Linked DNA regions of Sus scrofa: region 1 is linked to region 2. Evidence: chromatin contacts called from public HiChIP or PLAC-seq data. All regions are on one chromosome and are shown on one strand. Each heading gives the region's core, a stretch centred on a gene start, on an enhancer-like site or on the middle of the called end of the contact. The rest is flanking DNA. Distances are from core to core; before and after follow the strand shown.

What was found. HiChIP or PLAC-seq counts read pairs in DNA pulled down with a chosen protein or histone mark.
Region 1: a contact with region 2 is called in an H3K27ac HiChIP or PLAC-seq map of alveolar macrophages. The contact joins two enhancer-like sites. A contact is called at or near these places in 1 of 5 promoter capture datasets (fetal liver) and 1 of 2 datasets of contacts at active chromatin or transcription factors (alveolar macrophages).

The regions. Positions count from the first base shown.
Region 1 is chr4:95,167,889-95,174,326 of Sscrofa11.1, reverse strand. All of the region lies in intron 1 of ADAR (double-stranded RNA-specific adenosine deaminase), which reads right to left. Among named protein-coding and RNA genes, the nearest start is that of ADAR, 17 kb to the right of the region's middle. Within about 2 kb of position 1,511, at least 74 of the 83 cell types and tissues checked have an H3K27ac peak or open chromatin away from gene starts, as enhancers often do. A contact at or near this core is called in alveolar macrophages and fetal liver, where this site is marked.
Region 2 is chr4:94,754,333-94,760,329 of Sscrofa11.1, reverse strand. DCST1 (DC-STAMP domain-containing protein 1) reads left to right here. Exons shown (of 16, transcript XM_021089738.1): 5 at 1-116; 6 at 889-1,108; 7 at 1,201-1,344; 8 at 2,727-2,848; 9 at 3,231-3,388. Among named protein-coding and RNA genes, the nearest start is that of ADAM15, 9.2 kb to the right of the region's middle. Within about 2 kb of position 3,914, at least 43 of the 83 cell types and tissues checked have an H3K27ac peak or open chromatin away from gene starts, as enhancers often do. A contact at or near this core is called in alveolar macrophages and fetal liver, where this site is marked.

The DNA.
Region 1 (6,438 bases), core at 262-2,761, 420 kb before region 2:
ATTTGTAGAAGAGAGTCACAGAATGAGAGGGAGAGCAAGGACGAGAGAAACTAACCCACTGTGAACGTTCCTAAATCCCTCAACATCTCCACTCATCCACTTCATGCATATGTACCACGCAAATTAGGTAGCAAGCCACTTAGCATTCATTGCCCAGCAAAGCTTCCCTTTAAACTAGTCTCGTATATTTAGGATCAAGAGACCAGCCCCCACCTTTATTTTACCACATGATATTTTATATATTTTTTTTAAACTGAGGTATAAATTTACAGTCAAATTTACCCTTTTTAGTGTATAATTCTATGAGTTTTGACTATATAGAGTCAAAGCACATAAAGCCTTATAACTACCACTGCGATCAAGATACAGAGCATTTTCATTTCCCGAAAACATTTTCTCATGTGCTTTGCAACCAATTCCTTTCCCTACACCCAGCCCCTAGCAACCACTGATCTGTCTTCCTCTAGCTTTGTTTTCTCCCTCATACATTTTTTCTTCTTTTTCCTTTTTTTTAGGGCCACACCCATGGTATATGGGAGTTCCCAAGCTAGGGGTTGAATCAGAGCTGCAGCTGCCAGCCTACACCACGGCCACAGCAATGCCGGATCCGAGACATGTCTGCGACCTACACCACAGCTCATGGCAATGCCAGATCCTTAACCTACTGAGCAGGGCCAGCGATCGAACTCGTGTCCTCATGGACACTAGTCAGGTTTGTTTCCGCTGAGCCACAAAGAAACTCCAGTATGTAGTCTTTTGAGTCCAGCTTCTTTCGCTTAGCATCATGAATCTGAGATTTGTCCACTTAGTTACACAGAGCAGCAGTTCCTGCCTTTTTTTGTTGAGCAGTTTTCCATTACATGGATGTATCCTAGTTTATCTAACCACTTGTTGAAAACACTAGAGTCTTCCAGTTTTTAGAGGTAATGAATAAAGGCCCTATAAACTTCCCCCTACAGGTTAAGAAGGAAAGGAGACAGCTAAAAGTAAAGCATGTTGTCCAAGTGGAGCTAAAGGTAGGGTGGGCAGCCATGGGTCCTGGCAGAAAAGCAGAGGGGGATCTGTCCTGACCTGGGCTCAGGGTTTCCTCTTCAGGATGCATTTTCCCATTTTCCTCACAAACCCTCTTCCAGGCCTTGTTCCACAAGGCAGAATTAATTAGCATGATACAAATTCCTAAATTCCTAGAACAGCAATTTTTCTTGGCAAGAAAATATACACACACTCTCACAATGCGCGTATGTCACACAAAAACAGAAACATACAGGAGGTGTAGGATGAGCCAGTTGCTGCTGGCCTGACTGCGCTCTGACCCCAGCGGCTTACCTGCCTCGGGTCCATGGCACCTCCAAGGCATGTCCTGACTCCCACCCGCCCGCCGGCAGCGCGACCCTCCCGGGAGGGACCCTCCTTGAGGCGGGGCCGTCAGGCTCTCGAGTAGGACAGGCCCGGGCCTGGAGATGGGCTTGGAAATGGCTCCGGTTCAATTTCACTTTCGTTTCTTCAGAAGGACCGCCCACTTTGGAAAGTTTGGCCGAGGGGCGGGGCTTGGGCCAAGCAAGCTGAGCTGCCTGGGTTCCTGCCGATTACAAGTTTAAACCCTTTCTTGCAAGAGTATTGGGCAAGATACTCTTTCTTTAGGTAAAGAGCTATAAATACTGAGCCCAGAATTCCCTTCGCAGCCTTCTCAGGAATACATGAGAGAAAGCAAACGGAGAACAAAGCCACCCTGCCAAGTTCAGCACTGGAGAAAGAGCCAAGGCTCCCGGCACTGCCTTCCAGGTCTGCCCTAATGTGACCACCTGTCTCTAATGTGGAAGAGAGTGGGGGGCAGATCTCTTCAAATGACTGACGTCCCTGCTGTGGACTAATTGCTCCTACACTAGCACATTTAGCGACGTGAGCGTGTAACAGCCAGCATATAGGAGCCAGATAATGATCATAGCAACTGAACACTTAAGAATCTACAACAGAAAACCATCCTACCATCTGGCATCCGTCCAGGCAAGGGTTAAGTCCTTTTACATGCCTTGTCTCCTTAATTTTCCTGACAGCTTGGCCAGGCAGGCATTATTCCAAACCACAGATGTGGAAATGGAGGCTCCACAAGGGCCATGCTGCGGCTAAATCCAGGTCTGACTGCAAAACGTCATTCCTCATCCCCACTCTACACTTGTTCAAGCCACACCGCAGCTTTCCAAGAGATGACTGATGGTATCAACTGATGTCATGAGCAGGCTTATATGGCTGCTCTATTTTATACAAGATGTCAGAAAAATATTTTATGAAACAATTCTAATGCTCAACAGCCCCCCTCCCTCTTCCACCTGAGCAATTTCTTTTTCTGTATTTCATTTCACTTTTATCCCCACTGCTTCTGAGATTTACAAGGCGGTCCCGTCACATCACTGTCCCCAACCGATGCCCTTTCTTACTGCCCCCTCATTCTATTCGCCTTAAGTGTTAGTCCCCCCAACTTCCCATTTCTAGTGGAGTCTGTCTGTTTTTTCCCTCTCCGGGCCTTTGTGCATTCTGTGCCTTTGCCTTGAATGTACTTCCTCTGTGGCTTCTGGCAAAAGCCATTCAAGGTCTGCTTCAAATATGACCTCTTAGGAAAGCTTTGCCCCACTCTGGTAGGGGAGTGGGTGCGATTCGTGGTGCCTTGTTTTGGCTTCTCCCTTACTCAACACTTGCAACTACGAGAGCACTTTCACCATCCTCTGAAAATGCCTTATTCATGCATTTAACAGAACTTTACTAAGCACCTAATATGTGCCAGATACTGTGTTAAGCACCAAGGACATGACACAAAGAAGAGTCCTGTCCCCATCCCTTCAGCTGCCCATCAGGCTGGGAAGGGAGCCAGATGCTTCAACGGTCACAACAGTGTTATGAGCACCGTTTATATATCTGCTTTTATTTCAGGAAAGTCTTCTCAGGGCAGGGAACGTGTGCTGTATATCCTCACCGCCTCCCCCCGCCCCCGGGCATAGTGACCTTCAGGGGGTCAGTTAGTTGACTGAATAACAGACGGCTCAGTGGAAAAAATAATGGGTAAAACAGTGCACATGAGAAAGTGCTCAACCTCATCACATCTGGGAGATGCACAATAAAGCCACAGTGAGTTACTGCCCATCCATGCCACAGGCACATTAACTAAACATCTGATCAGAGCACGTGGAAGCAAAGATGCAGAGCAGCTCTTAGTCATCACAGGAAGCCTAGGAAAGGCGTGAATACACACGCACCCTGTGCAATTCAGTAATTCCACTCCTAGACCTGGATACACATACAAGAAGTTTGTGGTTGCTTAATTCACAATAGCTCTCAACCTGAAACAACTCAAGTGTGCATCAAAAGGAAAATGGATAAATGATGGCATTGGCCCATGACAGATTATACTGTGGGAAAGATGAAAGACTTATATGACCCACATGCAACGAGGTGGCTAATTCTCTAAACATGACACTGAGTGAAAGAAGCCATGTATACACACTATATGGTTCCACCTACATATGGGCCAAAATCAGGCAAAACTATAGTATATGCCGTATAAAAGACAGGATGATGGTTATCTCTAGGGAAGAAGGAGGGGTTTTGACTGGGAAGAAATGTTCTAGGTGCTGGTGATGTTCTAGTTTTATATATACGGTTGCTTTCTAATGATTCATTAAAGTTATACACTGACGCTTTAGGCACCTTTCTGCAACTATGTGCTTGACTACACAATTTTAAAAGGCTAAAAACAACAACAAACTCTCCCTGTAGCAATTTCAGCTTATCTCCCGCTTTTTTTTTTTTTTTTTTCTTTTCTTTTCTTTCTTTCCTTTCTTTTGCTTTTTAGGGCCTGCAGTTTCCCAGGCTAGGTCCCAGGTGTGTGCGACCTACACCACAGCTCATGGCAATGCCGGATCCTTAACCCACTGAACGAGGCCAGGAATCGGAGCTGCGTCCTCATGGTTCCTAGTAGGATTCGTTTCCACTGCACCATGACAGGGACTCCTTTTCTTTCTAATTTAAGCAAAATGAGTTATATCTAACCTCTGCTTTCTTGCCTTCAGGCTAAACAATCCCAAGGTCTTTAACCCTTCTATGAGAATGGTCCAGAAAAGCATGAATCACAGCTACTGTGTGGGGAAGCTGCACGGCTGCTGCCTCCATCACTTTGAACACACCTAGGATTCAGTGATGAAGCCAAAAGGGGAAATGCGTTTCCTAAACAGAGGGTCAGTTTCTGCTTTGAAAGAACAACTGCTCTTGTCATTTAATCTTAGCAGCTCAAGTAATTGCAGACAGTCTTATTCATAAAACATTTCACCTCCTCCCTCTTAGAGAATGTTCTAGCTCCCATGGGGTTGTGAGGTGGTGACTTGAGCTGTTCTATTGCAGGGACTTGACATGTTGGATGAAGGTATTTTAAAAATTAACCAAGGAGTTCCCGTCGTGGTGCAGCAGAAACAAATTTGACTAGGATCCATGAGGATGCAGGTTCGATCCCTGGTCTTACTCAGTGGGTTAAGGATCTGGCATTGCCTTGAGCTGTGGTGTAGGACACAGACGTGGCTTGGATCTGGCGTTGCTGTGGGTGTGATGTAGGCCTGCAGCTACAGCCTGATTAGATTCTTGGCCTGGGAACCTCCATATGCTGTGGACCTAAAATATAGATAAATAAATAACCAAAAGTAGGTTGATTGCAGAAAATTTCAGAAAATGCAGGTGAGCTAATAGGGTCACAGTTACCCCTAATCCTCCACTGTCAATTCACTGGTGCCCACCCTGGCTGTTTCCCCTGCGTACAGGCTCCCCAGAAACCCTCCCTGGGAGCCTGTGTCTGCGAAGTACCCACTGTAGCTGTGAAAAACCCACCTATGGCTACTTGCTAACAACTGGCCTAAACGGTGAAGAGTTGTTATCTAAAATTAGGTAGTGCCAAAATAAATAAATAAATAAATAAAATGAGGTAGTACCAAAAAAGCCCCCCACAGAAAAAGTTCTCAGAAGTCTGGCTTTCACATGACACCACCAAGCTGCCTGTGTGCTTTCAGGGGCCTGGACTTCCTCAATTATGGGGAAGGACCTTTATCATCTGGGCTGCTGCACTGGTATTAGTTACCAGTCCCTGCTAATCTTGCTTTGTAGCTATAAATACAACTGCTAGTCTGGCTTGGTAATGATGAATTTGGCTTGTGGTGGATCTTCTGTTTAATTTTACTTCGTGCAGGGATGCATATTTACAACAACGGTCTTTTTCGTCCGTAATTTCCGATAACCAGACTTTACGGCACATATGGGCTACATCCAATTGGATCATCTAGCTCCTTACTGTAAAGCAGATGTCTGCAAACTCCTTCAGTATTTGCTCATACAGCAGATACCGCAACAGAACTGTACTGCCTGCTCAGGCTTGCTACTGAGCTTGCAACATATTATCAAAAAAGCAATGAATTACTGAGTTATTTTTAAGTACTTGGGCACTATTTTAGAACAGGATTTGCACATAAATACACTCATGTTCCTATCTTAACTCCTAGGAAATACATAATAAGCAATTCATAGAGTTGCTAGGCATAAATTAACTGACTTCCTTTCTTTTGTTGTTGTTTCTTTTCAATGCTTTATCATTAGGTTTTTTTATTCCACTAACAGCTACTGCCACATCAACATAATTTTCACAATTCCCTGGGTCTTCCTATAATAACCCGACTTGCTCCGACTTGCTCGGAGAACCTGAAAGGCTTCCTGTGGGCGGAATAGCGGAGTTGCCCAAAGGGCTGAGGGGTGCTCCACGACTGTCTTTATGCTGATGTATAGTCCATTGAGGTTAATGACTAGACTGGCTTTTGAAGAAACAAGAAAGCAAGAGATGCCTCAAGTACCCTCGGAAGAAACAGAGGTCTCCAGAAGCGGGTAAGTGCCTCTACCCAATCAAAGTTAGCCAGCAGATGAAAAGGAGGAAAGAGGTATTTATCAACTATCTCTATGCACTGTGATAAGGATTATCATCAGTGAAGATAGCAGAAATAATGTCAAAACGATACTAATAATAATGGCTAAGAGGCCTGTGCTGAATATTTTACGTCTAAGTTTAAGCAGTGAATCTTCATTCGGTCTCATAACCACCCCACCAGATGACTCTACACAACTTGCGGTTTTATGCACGGAGTCCTGACACCCCGAAACCACCTCTTCTATGCTAGACTGGGCTGCCAAATGGCACCTGACTGGCTTCTAGTTTGGTTCAGCCAGCACAGAGAGGTTCACACATTTGGGTTCTGCTGAGCTGGAGTCCAGAGGTGGGGCCCTTTATCTCACTCTTGCCTTCTCCTCCTTCTCTCCCCTAGGGCTGGCCTATGAGTGGCTGGGCAGTCCCAGCATCCTGAAAGGGCAATGTCCCCATCTCCATGGATTGCAGGAAGCGGAGGGGACAAGCGCGGTCCT
Region 2 (5,997 bases), core at 2,665-5,164:
ACCTCAATGAGGTGATAGCATCGCTGGGCTGCACCGTGGAGCTGCAGATCAACAACACCCGCGCGGCCTGGCGCGTCTCCACAGCCCCCCTGCGGGCAGTGTTCAAGGACCTGCTGGTCAGGACCCTGCAAGGGCAAGGGCCTAGGGGTTCCTCTCCCCACAGGGCCTCGATGACCTGAGCTGGGAGCTGGGACCCTGGACTAACAGTTTCTCAATGTGGGTGGTGCCAGCATTTTTGGCAGAACTGTCCCCAAACATTGCAAGATGTACCCTGGGTCCCTGGGCATGAAACGCCAGGAGTGTCCCCACCCCCATCTATTGGGACACCCCCCGCCCCCCACACCTTTCCAAACACCTGAGTAGGTGGTACTCTGGACAGCTGAGCTAGAATGTCAGGAAATGGGCCTGGCCTTGAGGAGTTTGGGAGCTTCGAGGACCAGGGGACTAGGGGACTAGGGAATTGGGTCCTGGAAGCCCAGCGGGGGGGGGGGGGTGGTCTGGAAGAACTGGAGAGCTGAGGAGTTGGGGAGATAAGGGCTGAGGGGCTTGGGAGTCGGGGACATTGAGATGGCACAGTAGTCTGAGACATTCGTGCTGAGGCGTGAAGTCCAAGGGGACCCTCCCTTGACCAGCAAGGATCTGGATGGGAGGCCTTAGGACGAGCTGGGAGCCTGGGAGGTGAGCAGAACAGAGGCAGCTGGGGAGGGGCGAGGGCTCCCAAGGACCATGAAGTGGGGAGAATTCCAGGTGAGAGGCTGTCTCGGGGCCTAGGCTCCCTATAGGCTTGAGGTAAGAACCCAAACTTGGCTAATGCGAGACAAAAAGGCTGTAGGGGCAGCAGAAGCGCTAAGTTCACATGGCTGACCCCTCCCCTCCCTCCAACCCCAGAGCAGCAAAGAGTCACTGAAAGCCGAGACTCAGAACATCACCAGCTCCTTTGAGGAACTGGATGCCCAGGTGAACAGTGAGAGTGGATACACACCTGAGGACGACGCCGAGGGCTCAGAGCAGACAGCCCAGGGTGGAGAGCCGCTCCGCATGTCAGCCTTCAGACGCCGCCTCTCCACACAGAAGATATACGAGATGAAGACAAAGCTGCGTTGCTCCCGTGAGGAGGGGGGCCTGGGGGGGGTGCGGCGCAGGGCTGGGGCTCCAGGTCAGGGGGTGGGGACCTCAGACGCCTGTTACCCCTTCCTACAGACGTGGTGAACAAGGCCATGCTCACCTGCCGCCGCTGGTTTGACCAAAAGCACCAACAGTGCATGCGACACATCTGGGTCCCGCTCCTCAAGCACCTGCTCTGCCTGCCCATGAAGTTCAAATTCTTCTGTGGCATTGCCAAGGGTCAGCACAGCAGCACGGGGGTGGGGCGCACCAGGGCTGGGGATCCGAGTCCTTGGCGACCACTGGGTAGATGTGGGGTAGGAGGGCAACGGGGGAGGGTTTTCAGCTTTGAGGACACGGCACCCTCAGAGCCCAGCCCCTCCACTGACTGGGCTTGTGACCCAGGTAAGTTTATAGCAAGGCTCTCAGCTTTGTCCCTCCATCTGAAAGATGGGCATAAAGATAGTGCTTATCCCATTAGGGGTTTCTGATGATTTCAGTGGATAAGACATGTAAAGCTGGTAACAGAGCCGGCACACAGAGGAATTGCTCCATTAAATATCGGCTATCCTGGACTTCCCGGGTGGCTCAGTGGTTTAAGGATATGGCATTGTCAGTGCTGTGGGGCAGATCCCTGGTTTGGGAATGCCATATGCCATGGGCGTACCCCCAAAAATATTGGCTATCATTATTAATATTTGGTATAGTTATAGGCAGGTGAAGAAATGGGGGGGAAAAATCCGGCCCTGGTTCTGGGGAAAAGAGGAGAGTGAAGAGAGGAAGGGCTCGGGGTGGTAGAAAGTCACCGGCAGGAGTTCCCATCATGGCTCAATAGTAACAAACCCAACTAGTATCCATGAGGATGCAGGTTCGATCCCTGGTCTCAGTGGGTTAAGGATCCGGTGTTGCTGTGAGCTGTGGTGTAGGTTACAGATGCCGCTCGGATCCTGTGTTGCTGTGGCTGTGGTGCAGGCCAGCAGCAGTAGCTCCGCTAGCCTGGGAACTTCCATATGCCAAGGGTGCAGCCCTAAAGATCACTGCCAGAGTTCCCACTGTGGTGCGATGGGTTTGGCAGTGTCTCTGGAGCGCTGAGACATAGGTTCAATTCTCAGCCAAGGAGTTCCCATTGCGGCTCAGCAGGTTAAGAACCCAACTAGTATCCATGAGGAGGCAGGTTTGATCCCTGGCCTCGCTCCGTGGGTAAGGATCCAGCATTGCCACAAGCTGTGGCAAAGGTTGCAGATGTGGCTTGGATCTGGTGTTGCTGTGGCTATGGCACAGGCCAGCAGCTGCAGCTCTGATTAGACCCCTAGTCTGGGAACTTCCATAAGCCGAGGGTGCAGCCCTAAAAAATAAATAAATAAATAAACAAGCCAACCCACTAACCCAGCGGAGCACAGTGGGTTAAGGATCCAGCAGTGGCACAGATTGCAGTTTCAGCTTGGATCTGATCCTCTGATCCCTGGCCTGGTAACTCCATAAGCCATGGCAGCCAAAAAAAAAAAAAAAGGAAGTCACCGGCAGAGAGACAGAAAAGCAGGCGGGATGAAAAGGCTCTTGGGAAGGGACGACTGGAGGCCGGGGCTCAGGGAAGCCCCTGACCTGGCCCCACTGCCCACTAGTGATGGAAGTTTGGTGCCGCAGTCGCATCCCAGTGGAAGGCAACTTTGGGCAAACCTATGACTCCCTCAACCAGTCTATTCGTGGCCTGGAGGGGGAATTTTCAGCCACTATTAACCTCAAGGTAGGAGGGGCATCGGGTGAGGGTGGGGGGAGACAGGGAGTGGGAGGAGGGCACAGGGACCAGGGCTTGAGGGAGAGGGCTCAGGAGGGAGGGGGCAGGCTGTGAGGGAGGGGGAACGATGTTGGTGTGAGGGGACAGGCGGGGTGCCAAGCCTGTGGCTGGCCCGCAGGGCCCTGACCCGGGGCCTAATGGTCAGCCAGGTGTGAGAGGGTGGCAGCTCATACAAGGGCAGGGGAGCAAGACCGTGTCAAGAAGGGCATCGGCCACTCTTAAAGTCCCGGGAAGAGCTGGACCCAAGAGTGGGGCATTAGGAGAAAGGCACCACGGAGAGGCTGGGGGGTTGGGCCTGGGCCTCTGAGTTTGTACCCAGGTCCTCTCCCAGGAAGAGAAGCGGGCCGGGATGCTGGGCCTCAACACGAGCTGGGAACACGTGAGCACCGAGGTGCGAGACTACGTGAGACGTCAGGAGGCACAGCTGGAGTGGGCCCTGGGGCTGCTGCGGGTGCTGCTCTCCTGCACCTTCCTGCTGGTCCTCCGAGCGTAAGTCTTGAAGCTCCACCCCAAGCCCCGCCCACCACTCCAAGCCCCGCCCCCGCCCCAACCCCTCCTCCAACTCCCACCCCTGAGTCCCAGACCCCAGCTGCAGACCCACCTCAGGCTCTGAATGTGACTGTTCTTGTGCCTTTAACGCGGCCTTTTTCTAAAGCTGGGTTCCTTGTTTACACAAAGTTAAAGGAAATATGGACATTTTGTCAGAAGAAACGTTACCGTGTTCCCACCTCCTGAAAGGGCGACCCGTCTTTATCTACCTCCTTCAGCCCTTTATCCTGACGCTGAGTTTTTTTTTTTTTTTAACTTTTAGCTTTGACTTTTGATTTTTTTTCTTGCCCTTCATATTCCCCTTGGCTCTGACTTTGTGCCGTTTTTATCGTCCAATTCTGCTTTCATTTTCTCCCGCCTGCTGCGTTGGCAGCTACTTTCCCTCCATTTGGACCAAAGTCCTCAACCCCACCCAGCCTGGCGTCCAGCTGGGCTGTCCTGGGCCTCACTCTGCTCCCCTGCTGACCTCTGGACCCTGTACTTCCTGTCTCCACCCCCGAATGCCTGGGAGGAGCAGGGGCTGGGCAGGGGCTGGGCACAGGGGTTCCTGATCTGTCTGCCCCTATTTGTGGGGCTAGAGCAACTGCAAATGAGTGGTTGTGTGGATGCCCAGGGCCCTGTCGGAGGACAAAGATGAAGGAGCCATATTCTTGCCCTCAAGAGACTCATGATCTAGGGGATGCAAGAGAGGCAGCCACAAAACAGAGATGGTTCAGAGTTCTCGTTGTGGCTCAGTGATAATGAACCTGACTAGTATCCTTGAGGACATGGGTTTGATCCCTGGCCTCAGTGGGTTAAGGATCCGTGGGCATTGCTGTGAGCTCTGGTGCAGGTTGCAGATATGGCTCGGATCTAGCATTGCTGTGGCCGTGGAGTAGGCCAGCAGCTACAGTTCCGATTTGACCCCTAGCCTGGGAACTTCCATATGCTGTGGGTGCGCTCTAAAAAGAAAAAAGAAATAAACAAAAAACTGGCGATGGTTCAAGGGCTATACTATGAACTGGTTGTGGGGCCAGGTATGGGAGCTGAGGAGGTGCTCCTGCAAGGGCCATAACTGGGCTTCAAGAGGCTGCAGATAGGAAGTCATGGTCAAGAAGAGGAAAGGGGAGTTCCCGTTGTGGCACAGCGGAAACAAATCCGACTAGGGACCCGCAATCAAGGTTGTGGGTTCGATCCCTTGCCTCACTCAATGGGTTAAAGATCCAGCATTGTGGTGAGCTGTGGTGTAGGTTGCAGACTCCGATCCCACGTAGCTGTGGCTGTGGCTGTGGCCAGCAGCTACAGCTCCAATTCAACCCCTAGCCTGGGAACCTCCACATGCCGTTAGTGTGGCCCTAAAAAGCAAAAAAAAAAAAAGAAAGAAAAAAGAAAAAGAAAAAGAAAAAGAAAGTTATTCTCTTGGCCAGGATTCCATCACATGTGAGATGTGCAAGGCAGAGGCTGGGGTTGAGGACTGGGCTGAAGTGGCCATGGCCAGAACAGTCTGGAAATCCCTCCAAGAGGGCCCTGAACTGCCCCCACCCCCATTCCCCACCCATTGCAGGGTTGCAGAGTGGACTGGAGAAGCCTGCAGGGAGGGAGGCTATGGGAGGTCAGAGGTTAGGTAGGGAGCCTGGCTGGAGTGGGGTGTGGCAGGAAGTTGCTCTGAGATGGAGGGAGGAAGAGTGAAGGTGTCACAGGTCTCAGAGCCAGTTTGGGGAGGGAAGGAAGAAGGCACGGAATCAATAGCCACTTGCAGGCTTTCAGCCTGGGTGAGGTCCCTCCCTGCGGGGGCAGAGCTGGCGCGGGGGTGGGGCCAGACTCAGGGGGGGCCAGACTCAGGAGGCCCCAGCGGGCCCAGCCGCCGTAGGTCTCTCCACAAGGGGGCGCTCACAGTCTTTCTTTGCATGTACAGTTATTTCTATCTTAAAGGCAAAGATGTAGATTTTTACAGGGTCCCAGAACCCATAGCATTGGAACTTATGTTTCACAGTTTACAGAGCTTATTTCATGTACTTTTACAGTTTTAAACACATTTCCAACAATTAACATTTTTTCCCTCAGGAAACGGAAGCATTATGGGGGACTTGGGAGAGACACAGAAGAGAGCTCCATTGGTGCAGGCACACACTCACACTCACACACAGCCAGCCCTGCTGTACTCAAGGGAGTGTCAGACGAGAAGGGAAATAGTTTTGGAATGAGTTTTGCTTGAAGTGACCTCCAGGAGATGTTTGGAAGGCTCTCCTGAGAGGCAGGGACTTGAGAGGTGAATGCGGGAGTCAGTGGGTCAGGTGATGTCTGCAACCTTGCCGGTTTCCCGTCTCCGTGCCTTTGTTCCTGCTCTTTCCTCTGCTTGATATACTTCCTGAAGGTTCCATGCCTGGGAAACCCTTCCCTAGCTCCCAGCCACACGCGTGCTCTAACATGACCCATCCCTCCTCTCCTCTGTTATGTCTCATCAGTATGTATGTTTTTCACTGGACTGGGGGCGGCTGGGGGGCAGGAGGGAGCTCCGTCTTCTTCTAGGACACAGATGGTGCTCAGTGCACGCTGAGAGGCTGGCCAAT